Regions from separate parts of the Mus musculus genome. Here region 2 is linked to region 1. Evidence: chromatin contacts called from public HiChIP or PLAC-seq data. All regions are on one chromosome and are shown on one strand. The core of a region is the stretch at or near the end of the contact, and the rest is flanking DNA. Distances in the headings are between cores, read along the strand shown. Region 1 has its middle 15 kb from the start of Gm26511. Region 2 overlaps Kank2 (KN motif and ankyrin repeat domains 2).

Region 1 (6,003 bases), core at 706-3,205:
ATCCCAGCACTTGGGTGGCAGAGGCAGGCAGATTTCTGAGTTCGAGGACAGCCAGGGCTACTCAGAGAAACCCTGTCTCAAAAAAACAAGAAAAAAAAAAAAAAAAAAAAAAAAGAGTTCTAGGGACTGGAGAGCAGTTAAGAGCACTGGGTACTCTTCCAGAGGATCTAAGTTCAATTCCCAGCACCCACACACAGGCTCACAACCATTTGTTCCTCCAGTCCTAGGAGGTTCAGTGCCCACTTCTTGCCTCGGGGTACTGCATGCATATAGCCCACAAGATATACATAGCAAAGCACATAAACTAAACATGAGTTCTACAGTCAGGCGGAGTGATGCATGCTTCCAGTCCCTGCAGGGGTGGGAAGATCTCTGCATTCAATAGTAGCTTAGTGTACATAGCAAGTACTGCATGATGAGAACTTGTCTCCAAATTCAAAAAAGTGTCCTGGGGACCAGAGAGCTAGCCTAGCAGTTACAGGTACTTGCTGCCAAGCCTGACAGGCTGAGTTTGCTTTGCAGAGTCCAGGTGGAGGAAGGAGAGATTCCACTCCCTCAGGTTGAATCTCTCTGGTGTCAGGTGTGCTATGCCTTTATGCCAGTTTCCTAGACCACCACAATTCAAAACACGTTTATTCATTATTATTTTATGTATATGAGTTAGCCTAGGAGTTCTTGAACTCTAAACACAGTTTTTTTAATGGAATGTAGTAAAATGTGGGTCTTGGGTTGGTTGGAGAGATGGCTCAGTAGCTAAGTACATTTGCTGTTCCTGCAGAGGACCCAGATTTGGTTTGCAGAGCTCACATGGCAGCTCACAGCACCAGGCACGCGCACATGGTACATGCAGGCTAACTCATATACGTAAAATAAAAATGACTAAATGGGCTTTGAATTGTAGTCCGGGCAGCAAGCTGTGTAAAGGCATAGAACGCACAGCCTGCCCAGTTGGTGAAGGCAACAATCCACTCCCATAAGTTTCTCCCCTTCACATATGAGCCCCCTACACACATTAAATACATCCATACATATGTGCATACATGTAAAAGTGAGCCCTTCACAGGGAAGGCAAAACAGACCAGAGTGGTTATTCATTATAAAGAGCAGCAAAGTCCAAAATCACCCCAACAGGCTCTATGTGACCTTTCGTCTCTTCTGTCAGAAGTATAGAGCAGATGGAAACCGTGGTGCAACCCTTTAATCCCAGCACTCAGGAGGCAGGCACACGCAGATCTCTGAGTCTGAGGCCAGCCTGGTTTACACAGCAAGTACCAGGATGGCCAGGGCTACGCAGAAACCCTGTCTAAAAAAAAAAAAAAAGAAAGAAAGAAAGAAAGGGAGAGAGAGAGGGAGAGAGATTATAGCTGCTGCTTCAGGATCAGAAAGCTCCCGTGTCTTTGAATTTCACTATAAACACCCATACATCCAGCTGTGCTGCACAACTGAATGGCTGGTTCGTGATGCCAGAATCTGTCCTTTCTCATCTGAGAGGCAAGAAGCTAGGATTGGGTTTAGAAGAAAGTGAAGTGACCTAATGCAGGCACCAGGTATACTTTGGATTGAGCATCACGTGCACAGCCAGGTGTCATAGGGCCATGGGCCATGGGGATGACAGACAGGTCAGAGTAGTAGTCCTAAACTGCCCTTTGCCTGAAGTTGGTGACGCCCCTTCCGGCCCCACCCCTGCTGGCTTATGATGGCCTTTTCCTCCCCCCTGCTGGCCCCACTCAGTACCTGAGCCTTCCAGATTGCTGAGTCTGAAGGTTTCTATCCATTTCACAGGTAGTCCAGGTGGGGGCCACCCCACAAGCTCCACCCAAAAGTCACATTCCAAACTACAGGGAAGTCCCCAGGTCCTTCTTCCCTTGAATCCCAGCAGATTTCTGCACTGTGTCATAGAAGACACAACCTGCTCGATTCGGATGAGCAGGGCTGTGTGCCACCCAGTGTGTAGAGCACTCAGCTTTCCTGGGATGCACTCCAGCATTCCATAAACCTGTCCTGTGATACCCACAGGCACCGCCCATCACACCACCACCCAACAAAAGCCCAGCTGTGCTGGTGCACGCCTTTAATCCCAGCACTTGGGAAGCAGAGGCAGATGAATCTCTGAGTTTGAGGCCAGCCTGGGCTACAAAGTGAGTTCCAGGACAGCCAGGGCTACACAGAGAAACCCTGCAGACAAAACACGTTATAAAAAATAAAAAACAAAATTATGATTAAAAAGAAAAAAAACACTCTGGGCCTGGCAAGATGACACATGCCTCTAAATCCATCACTCAGGAAGCAGAGGCAAGTGATCTCTGTGAGTTTGAGGCTAACCTGGGTTACATAATGAGACCCTGTCTCAAAGACAAAAAAAAAAAAAAAATCGGGCTACCAGGATAGCTAAGGCAGGTAAAGGGGCTCGCTGCTGACTCTGACCACCCATGGTAGAAAATGAAAGCAAGATTAGTGCATTTAAAGACGTTCCCACAACTGTAGACATTGATGGGTTAAGTCTTTGCTTTTGGCTATTGTTGCATCTATATGCTGAGTTTTATGTCCTGATCGGTACTTACATCATGGAGTCAGTTATGCTAAGGCTGGGCACCAGTTACCATGTGGGTGCTGGGAACTGTTGAAGTCTAGGAATTGCCCCACAAACCACATGGACAACAGTGTCAATCAAATAGGTGTAGTTTATTGAACACACACCTCAGGACTGATTGATTGGGGATGCAGGTTAGAGTTGGGAGCTGAGACTGCAACCCCCAGCCAGAATGCCACATAGCTCTTTTGTTTGTTTGTTTTGCTGTTTGTTTTGTTTTGTTTTTCGAGACAGGGTTTCTCTGTATAGCCCTGGCTGTCCTGGAACTCACTCTGTAGACCAGGCTGGCCTCGAACTCAGAAATCTGCGGAAAGCAAGTGCGGCCTCATGAGCCAAGATGGCACCCAGGTCCTGTGAAACCCACATGTTTACTACCTTGCCCAAACTGCGCAGTGAACCTGCATGCGTAAGCTGCCTGCCAAGTTAGATTATTCCTCGTGATCAGGATCTGTCAGCCTATTTGTGACCGACCTGAGCTCGTGCCTGGAGCATGTGTGATTCTGATTGGATGAGGTAGTGTGGAGTGAGATGAGCTCCGTTGCCCCTACTGTATAAATATAGCCCTTGCCCTAAGTAAAAAGGCTGCAAGTAAAACGAAGGAAGCTGCGTGAACTCGTCTTGGTGTCCGTGCTGTTCCTGTCTCTGCGAGTTGGAGACTGTAGCAGAAATCTGCCTGCCTCTGCCTCCCAAGTGCTGGGATTAAAGACTTGTGCCACCACCGCCCGGTGCCACATAGCTTATAAGCCTAGAATCCACAAACATCTGTGACAAATTATCCTGCCAATCAGCATTTGGGGACAGTGGCCTTCCTTAGAAATATGTATTTCAGAGCTGGAGAGATGGCTCAGTGGTTAAGAGCACCGATTGCTCTTCCAAAGGTCCTGAGTTCAATTCCCAGCAACCACATGGTGGCTCACAACCATCCGTAATGAGATCTGATGCCCTCTTCTGGTGTGTCTGAAGACAGCTACAGTGTACTTCGATATAACAATAAATAAATAAATTTATTTGTTTGTTTTTTTGAGACAGGGTTTCTCTGTGTATCTCTGGCTGTCCTGGAACTCACTTTGTAGACCAGGCTGGTCTCAAACTCAGAAATCTGCCTGCCTCTGCCTCTCAAGTGCTGGGATTAAAGGTGTGCACCACCATGCCCGGCCTGTTTGTTTGTTTAAAGATTTATTTATTTAATTTTATGCATACGAGTACACTGTATCTGTCTTGAGACACACCAGAAGAGGGCATCAGATCCCATTGTAGATGGTTGTGAGCCACCATGTGGTTGCTGGGAACTGTACTCAGGACCTTCGCAAGAGCAGTCAATGCTCTTAACCACTGAACCATCTCTCCAGCCCAGTTTGTTTGTTTGTTTGTTTTAAAGAGTTGTTTATTTATTTTATGTATGTGAGTACACTGTAGATGTCTTCAGACACACCAGAAGAGGGTATCCTATCCCATTACAGATGGTTGTGAGCCACCATGTAGTTGCTGGGAATTGAACTCAGATCCTCTGGAAGAGCAATCGGTGCTCTTAACCACTGAGCCATCTCTCCAGCCTCCCAGTTTGTTTTTTTAATTGCTATTTTGTTTTGAGACAGGTCTGCTCTACATAACCCTGGCTGTCCTAGAACTCACTATGTAGGTCTGGCTTAGCCTCTGGCTAGCTTCAAACTCAGCTTTGCCTGTCTCTGCCTCCCAAGTGCAGAGCCACCACAGCCTGCTTAGCCCCGAATTCTAGATCTTCCTCCTCCACCCTTAAATGCTAGGATTGGAGGCGTATGCTGTGTCCACTTTCTGTGGGCTGGGCATGGCAGCAGGCCTGATTACACGCTGAGCAAGCACTGTACCAGCTGAATCCCAGCCCTGCACCTCTCCTGAAGGCTTTCCAGAACCTCCTTCTCCTACCTGCCCCAAATACAGTTCTGTTTGTTCCCATGAAGCACCACTCTCCCAGTCTCTGGGACCCTTATTCCACTCCCTATCAATGTGTCAAACCACTCTGGGTGAGACCAGGGGTTAGTGAGACCCTCATCTGGTAGTCAGCATAGATCCCAAAGACCCCCAGGCTTCACTGCTGGGCAGACAGCTCATTGCTTAGTGATAACCACTTGCTGAAGACATCCTGGTTCCTAGGAAGCCACACATGGGCAGTGTACTAACTGAAGGTTCATGGTCTCCCCTGGGGTAGCCCTCTACAAAGCAGGGTCTCACTGTCCTGTCCTGGAACTCTGCAGACCAGGCTGGCCTCCAGTCCAAAGAGATCCTCCTGCCCCTGCCTCCCAAAGACTTCCATGACCAGCTTAGTTTTCATTAATTAATTAATTGATATTGTGCTGGGCAGTAGTGGGGCATGTCTTTAATCCCAGCATCTGGGAGGCAGGGAAGGAGGGTCTCCATGGGTTCGGGGTTACCCTGGTCTACAGAGTTAATTCTAGGACAGGTAAGGTTACACAATAAAACCCCATCTTGAAAACCTTGTTAATTAAAATTCTTTTTGTGGGGTGGGGAAATATGTGCCATAGTGTACACACAAAAGGTTCAGCAGACATCCTGTGTGAAGTGTTCCTTCCTTCTACCGTGTGGACCCTAGGCTTTATCAAACTCTGGTTGCCCCGGTTGGTGGCCAATGCCTTTACCCACTAGGTTATCTCACATGCTTCAGAGCCCTTTATTAAAATCCCAAACAAGGACGGAGGGAAGCTCAACAGTGAAGAGCATTTGCTGTCCCTCCACGTGACCAGAGTTCAGGTCCCAGGGTCACATCTCCTCCTTTTTGTTTTAATAAAATGAGGCTGGTCTAGGCCTGTGCAATTATGTCCATCCGCCGTGGCTCCTGTTTTAGGTCGTTCCTCTAATGTCACAGCCTTTCCCGTCATAGGGTAACCCTATCGCCACTGGGCCCCGTGTCTTAGGTTGGTCTGTGCATGAGGAAAGTTGCCCGTCTCTGGACACCGCAGTGCTGTGTGACAGTAACTGCTAAATGACCTAGGGCGAACTCTGCAAAAGAGGCCAGCCAAAAAACGAATTAGTGGGGAAATCATGATCACCCTATTGATGAGCAAGGGCTGATCAATGATCATTGAGTCTCTCTCATCCCAGTGCCGTTGGGTGCAAGAGCAGAGAACTCAGATGCTGACTAATTCTTGAGCATAGATAACCAAATTTCAGGGGAGGAGCCGTTTTCAATAGCTAAAAGTGCCTGAGTTATAATCACCTTGTCACGTTTTTGTTGGGTTCTGAATTTGCATACCAACCAGAGCATGAACACCAGTCCACAGCATATGACAGCACCAAACAAAATCACTCCCACCCATTCCTTAAAGTAAGAAAAAGCAGAGGTAAGCCAAGAGGTAAAGTCTCCGAGGGTCACTGGTTCCACTCTGGTCCCATTAAGGTTCAGGATCTGCATCTGCAGC
Region 2 (6,256 bases), core at 604-3,103, 80 kb after region 1:
CTTCAAAATTCTCATTTACTTATTTATTATTATTGTTTTGCGGTCCTGGGGATGGAACCTGGGTTGTGTACACTATTGCAGTATTCTTAACTGAGCTGTGGCTCTGGCTTGCTCATTGTCTTTTTTGAGACCGAGTCTCATGTGGTCCAGGCTGGCCTTGAACTCACTGCCTTTACCTCCCAAGCTCTGGGATAGAAGCCAGCACTTCCTGCATTCTGGGGCTACATTCTACCAACCAAATTACATCCTCAGGCTCTTGCTGCTGCTGTTTTGTGGGTATTTCTTTACATCTCAGGCCTACCTTGTCCTAGAGAGCTTCTTGTCTCAGTCCTGGGGGCTGGCATAGCAGGCGTGCCCCACTATGCTTGGCTTAGAGCTGCAGATTTTGAATGCTGGGGGCTGGAGGGCTGGCAGGGCAGCTCAGTGGGTAAGGGAACTAGCCTGATGACCTGAGTTCATTTATGTGTAAGCTGGACATAGTGGTGGAAGTCTGCAATTCCTATGGCAAGATGGGAAACCACTGGAAGCCCTTGGGCTAGCCTGGGGAACCAGCAGTAAACAAGAGAGAAGCAGAAGGTGAGGACTGGCGTCTGACACTGGCATGTCTTCGGTAGCAACATGCTTGCCTCCCCCAAACACACCATGCATCTCGAGGATAAAAAATAGGAGCAACGCTGGGCGGTGGTGGTGCGCCTTTAATCCCAGCACTTGGGAGGCAGAGGCAGGAGGATTTCTGAGTTCGAGGCCAGCCTGGTCTACAAAGTGAGTTCCAGGACAGCCAGGGCTACACAGAGAAACCCTGTCTCGAAGAAAAAAAAAAAAAAAGGAGCAACGATAAATCTTAGATATAGTCTGTGTGCTAGGTTGTCCCTGTAATCCAGGCTCCAGGGCTAGGAGTCTGAGGCACGAGGAATGTGAGTCCAGCCTATCTGTCTGTCTATCTGTCTATCTATCTATCTGCATACATGTATACAAATATGTGCTATGTATGTGCAAGAGCTTGTGTGAAGAAGAGAAAGAAGAAAAACCAACAAACTAGGCTTAAAAGGTTCCTTCCGTCGGGGCAGTGGTGGCACACAACTTTAACCTCAGCATTTGGGAGACAGAGGCAGGCAGATTTCTGAGTTCAAGGCCAGCCTGGTCTACAGAGTGAGTTCCAGGACAGCCAGGGCTACACAGAGAAACCCTGTCTCGAAAAACCAAAAAAAAAAAAAAAAAAAAAAAAAAAAAAAAAAACACAACCCCCAACTAAACAAAAAAGGTTCCTTCCAACCCCAGCTGGGTGTTCACATGTTGAAATAATATCAGGTGATGATGGTTCATGCCTTTAATCCCAGCACTTGGGAGGCAGAGGCAGGCGGATTTCTGAGTTCAAGGCCAGCCTGGTCTACAGAGTGAGTTTCAGGATCACCAGGGCTAGTCAGAGAAACCCTGTTTTGGAAAAACCAAACCAAAGCAAAGCAAAACCAACACAACGGCAGCAACGGCAGGCCTCCAGTGGCCCGTGTCTCAGCACTCTGCATCTGTGCATTCAAACAGCTTCAGGTCAGAAATAACAGTAGGGAAAAATAAACCTTTTCTAGGCCCAGCAAGAGGGCTCCTAGGTTAAAGGTGCTTGCTGCCAAGCCTGACTCCTGAAAGTTAGCCTCTGACACCCCTCTTCCCCCAATAAATAAAAATGTAACAATTTTTAAAAATCCCTTGTGCTGGGGAGATGCCTCAGTGAGCAAAGCACCCCTGCAGTGTAAGCCTTAGGTTCTGAGTTCAAATCCTCAAACCCCAGCAGGGCTGTGTGTGTGATCCCAGGGCAGCTATGGAGAGATGGGCGTGCAGCTGCAGAACCCTAAGTCGGCCAGCAGGGGGGCGGATGGAGCAAACAAGGCACTCCATCTCAAACCAAAGCCTGTGGCTGCTGCTTTCGGGATGCTCACGAGGGGCTCACACCACATTCCTCACGTGTGCTCAACACCCCCACCCCACCCCTTTCCCCACCCAGGAGGATAACAGGTCAAAGGCCACCCAGCTAAGGTGGATTAGAGGCTAGGCTGCACAACTGTAAGACTTAACCTAAGAACAAAACAAATAAAGGGGCTGGGGTGGCGACTCAGCAGGTCAGCCACAAGAGCCAACAGACAGCCTGGATTCAGATTCCCAGAGAAACTGCTGGACGCAGGGCTGACAAGGTGGCTCAGCCCACAAAGGGGCTTGCTGTCAGGCCTGGTGACCTGAGTTTGATCCTCAGGACCACAGTGTGGAAGAAGAGAACGGACCCCCCCCCCCAAACTGCCCTCTAACTGCCACACATTACCCTCCAAAGGTAATTAATAGACGTAATAAAATACAGGAGCCGCACTCAGCCGCATGGTTCTCGCCTGGCTTGCAAGATGTCCACAGCCCCATCCCAGCACTGGAGGAAAAAAAAATTAAAGTGGAAAAAACAAGAAACAGAGAGAGAATCTTGTTTTTCTGAAACACAAGACCATTTAAGGAAATCAGGCAGGCACCGAGAATGTTTTTCAAGGACACGGAATATCTAAATTAGCAGCTTGAAGGTGGGGTGCAGCAAAGTCATTAAAAGGCCTGGGGTGGTGGCACATGCCTGAGGGCCCAGGGAATGGAGAGGGTGAGGCAGGAGGATTGTTTGGTAGCCAGCCAGGGAAGCACAGGGAAACATCATCTTCAAAAAGCAAAATGTGGGGCGGGCGAGATGGGTCAGTGAAGAAAGGAGCTGCTAAGTGTCTAGCTTAGATTGATCTCTTGGACCCACATGGTAGGAGAAAGATGTCTTCCCAAAGCCCTGCTCGAACATCCACACATGCCCGCACATACACCCGGAACAAATAAATACGTCTGTAAGTCATTCAATAGGGGACAAAGTATGATGGCCACGCATGGCAGTGGGCATCTGTGACCCCAGTGCTGAGGAGGGGACTCAGGCTGTGGGAGGCTTACAGTACACAGGAAAGTCCCTGTTTCAGAAAACAAAAAAACAAAACAGAAGAAAAATGAAAAACATATATAATGACTGGATTGAGATGAAAGCTATAATTGAAAAAATGGGCAAGCCGAGCTCAGCAAGACTGCACACACCGTGCTGTTGGACAACTGTGTCTGTCGGTGTTTTCTAAGATTTATTTTTAATCAAGAGTGTGCCTGGGGAGGCTCCTGGTGCGGCTGCCAAGAGGCAAACAGGTCCTCATAAGAGCAGCCAGCGCTCTTAATTGCGAAGCCACCTCTCCAGCCCCTGGTTTTATTTTATGTGTATTTTTGAGGCAGAATATTATGTACCCCAGGCCGCCCTTTGATTCTCTCTTAAAACAATAAACGCAGGAAAAGTGAAAAGAACTTCCTTTGTTCTTTCTTTCTGTGTTTTCTGCAAGACGGGGTTTTCCTATGTAGCCCTCACTGTCCTGGAACTCGCTCTGTAGACCAGGCTGGCCTCGAACTCAGAAATCTGCCTGCCTCTGCCTCCAGTGCTGGGATTAAAAGGTGTGTGCCACCACTACAAAGCTTTTCCTTTTTTATTTTCTGCGTCCTCTAACCGTTGATCCTCTGCCTCCATCTCCACACACCCTCTCCAGCCAAGACGGCCCAAGCCAGTGTTTATCTACATCCTCTTTCTTTTCCATTCCGTTCTCTGTTCTCTCTAAAGCAAGATGGCATCTTGCTATGTAGCCCTAGAAGTACCTAGGACTCACCACAATCCTCCTGCCTCAGTCTCCCAAGTGCAGAAATGAGCTTGGTAGGCTATATGTGCTATGATGCTCGGTAGCCTTTGCATTTTTATGTGGCTGGGGAAAAACAAAAGGAAAACATGAGAGGTCCAGGTTCAGGGCCCGGCCCAGGAACAGAGCACTTGCCCAGGATGTACGAGACCTGGGTTCCACTGCAGCTGAAAAAATAAATACAATCAAACAAAACAATAATCTCCACCAGCTTTGTGGTGCCAGATACTAAAAACATACTTTTCTTTTATGCATTTGAAAAATTCAGGCTGGCTATGGTGGCTCAAGCCTGAGGTCCCAGCTTTGGCAAGCCAGACAAGAGGCAGGCAAAAGAGCAGCCTGGGCTACAAAATAGAACTGTCCCAAACACACACACACACACTCCTACAAAATAAACACAGGACTGAGGCTGGGGTGGGAGGACACGTGCGAGCCTGCTCCAGGCCCTGGGTATCATGCCCAGCACCCTGTGAAACAGGCATGGTGGCTCACTCCCGCATCCAGCACTCAAGGGGAAGAGGCCTGGGGATCAGGAGAGCAGGGTTATCCTGGGCTACCTGAGACACTGCCTCTAAATTAATGAATTAAACTATAAAATAGAAATTTAGAGCTGGGGCTGGAGCACGGCCCAGGTAGGATGCTGGCCCAGCGTGTGCGAGGCACAGCAGCCAAGGGTGGGAGCTGTGCTGGTTGCGCACCCCTGGCACCCCAATACTCGGAAAAGCTGAGGCTGCAGCATGACCATGAGTTCCAGGCTAGCCTGGACTGGAGTGGGACCCTGGCTCAGCAAAACAGAACAACCCAAAATGTAGAAAGCAGCTACTCCAAGGTATTCTAGATTTTTCTGTACTTTCCAATCCTTCTACAAAGAAAATAAATCACATTTTTGTTGCTTGAGTGGGGGTCTTGCTTGAGCCATAGCTGGCTGTCCCGGAGCTCACTATATAGCCCAGGCTGGCCTCAACCTCAAAGACCTACTTGTCTCTGACTTCAGAATGCTGGGATTAAAGGAGTGTTGCCACCACTCTTGGCTGTAAGGTTTGTGTGTGTGTGTGTGTGTGTGCACGTGCATACAGGACTCCAGGTCTTTCACTCCATCTTGCCTACCTCTCTCCAGCCTGGGGATGTGTCTGTGTGTTTGTGGAGGTGGGGGCTTCCCCGACTCTTCAGCTGGAGAAAGTAAATTCCTGCTCTGCTGAGAAACATAGCTCTCACTAGATGCTAAAGAGGTCACCTCCCCCTGCCTCTTCCTCCAAGGACTGCTCCATGATGTATCATCAGGCCCATCAACCTCAGCAAACACCATATTTTGTTTCTGATACTGCTGCCCCAAATCAGGAGTCCGTGACACTCACTCACCCCTGGCTGCTTAGGTTCCTCCAGCAGCTCACTCTTGCCCTCCACTTTCTAGATCATTCACTAGCCCAAGTTCTTCTTGATCCCGGGGACTTGGATCCTGGGCTGTGCCTGGCCTGGGGCCTCTTCTCGATTCTCTGCCCTAGAGGCTCTATCTTCTCCATCACCTACTTTAGCATTTCCTGTGTAAGATTCACTCAGTAGCCCAGGCTGGTCTTGAAGCTGAGGCGGTCCCCCTGTTTCAGCCTCCTGAGTGCTGGGCTTATAAGCCTGTGCTACCACACCTGACTATATTCAGTCAAAGGACACTACAGAACCTAGAGCTGACCGGGAGCACCCACGGCCAGACTACACAACTGGATTCACAGGGCCAGGGCCAGAGCCCAGGGCCTCACAGCACCAGGCAGCTGTGCTATTACCATGGGTCACCCTGAGCCCCTCAAGGGGGATTCTAGGCACAGTGATCTGTCAGGACACCCAATTTACAGATGGAGAGTGTTGCAGTTTGAGGAGGTTTGGGGTGCTATGGCAGTAGACCACACAGAGCTTGAAAAGTATGCTCAAGATTACAGACGAGGGGCTGGTGAGATGGCTCAGTGGGTAAGAGCACCCGACTGCTCTTCTGAAGGTCCGGAGTTCAAATCCCAGCAACCACATGGTGACTCACAACCATCCGTAACAGTAACAAGATCTGACTCCCTCTTCTGGAGTGTCTGAAGACAGCTACAGTGTACTTGCATATAATAATAAATAAATCTTAAAAAAAAAATTACAGAGGAGGGCACAGGGTGGCCATGTTCCCAGGGAACTGTCACCGGCCCTGCCTCGTTTCCCTCAGTTTTGATCTGAACACAAATTTCCCATGTGGATACTTTGTCTCTTGTACATTTTCTGAAGTTTTGTTTCCCTTTAATTACACTAATTTCTGGGCATGCTGGTGTTCACATCTTTAACTCCAATACTCCGGAGTCAGAGGCAGATCTCTGTGAACTTGAAGGTAGCCTGGTCTACATAATGAGATCCTGTCTTTAAAGTTAAAGTACATTTGTTTATATATTTATTTACTTAGTGGGGGAAACAGGGTGTGTGTTATGGCTTGGTGCCTGTGTGAAGCTCAGAGGATTGTGTGTGTGTCGGGGGTGGGGGTGGGGTTGAGATTCTTTTCAATATGTGAG

Evidence for each region. HiChIP or PLAC-seq counts read pairs in DNA pulled down with a chosen protein or histone mark.
Region 2: an H3K27ac HiChIP or PLAC-seq map of embryonic stem cells shows a contact between it and region 1, with 6 read pairs. The contact joins two enhancer-like sites. A contact is called at or near these places in 1 of 39 promoter capture datasets (embryonic stem cells), 8 of 484 Hi-C or Micro-C datasets (Th2 cells, bone marrow-derived macrophages, embryonic stem cells and 4 more), 8 of 115 datasets of contacts at active chromatin or transcription factors (the 230-238 cell line, craniofacial prominence, embryonic midbrain and 3 more) and 3 of 9 other capture datasets (adipose tissue, liver and pancreatic islet).

Annotation. Positions count from the first base shown.
Region 1 is chr9:21,705,131-21,711,133 of GRCm38.p6, forward strand. No RefSeq gene overlaps it. Among named protein-coding and RNA genes, the nearest start is that of Gm26511, 15 kb to the right of the region's middle. Within about 2 kb of position 1,956, at least 14 of the 459 cell types and tissues checked have an H3K27ac peak or open chromatin away from gene starts, as enhancers often do. A contact at or near this core is called in embryonic stem cells, where this site is marked.
Region 2 is chr9:21,785,243-21,791,498 of GRCm38.p6, forward strand. All of the region lies in intron 3 of Kank2 (KN motif and ankyrin repeat domains 2), which reads right to left. Among named protein-coding and RNA genes, the nearest start is that of Kank2, 10 kb to the right of the region's middle. Within about 2 kb of position 1,854, at least 52 of the 459 cell types and tissues checked have an H3K27ac peak or open chromatin away from gene starts, as enhancers often do. A contact at or near this core is called in embryonic stem cells, where this site is marked.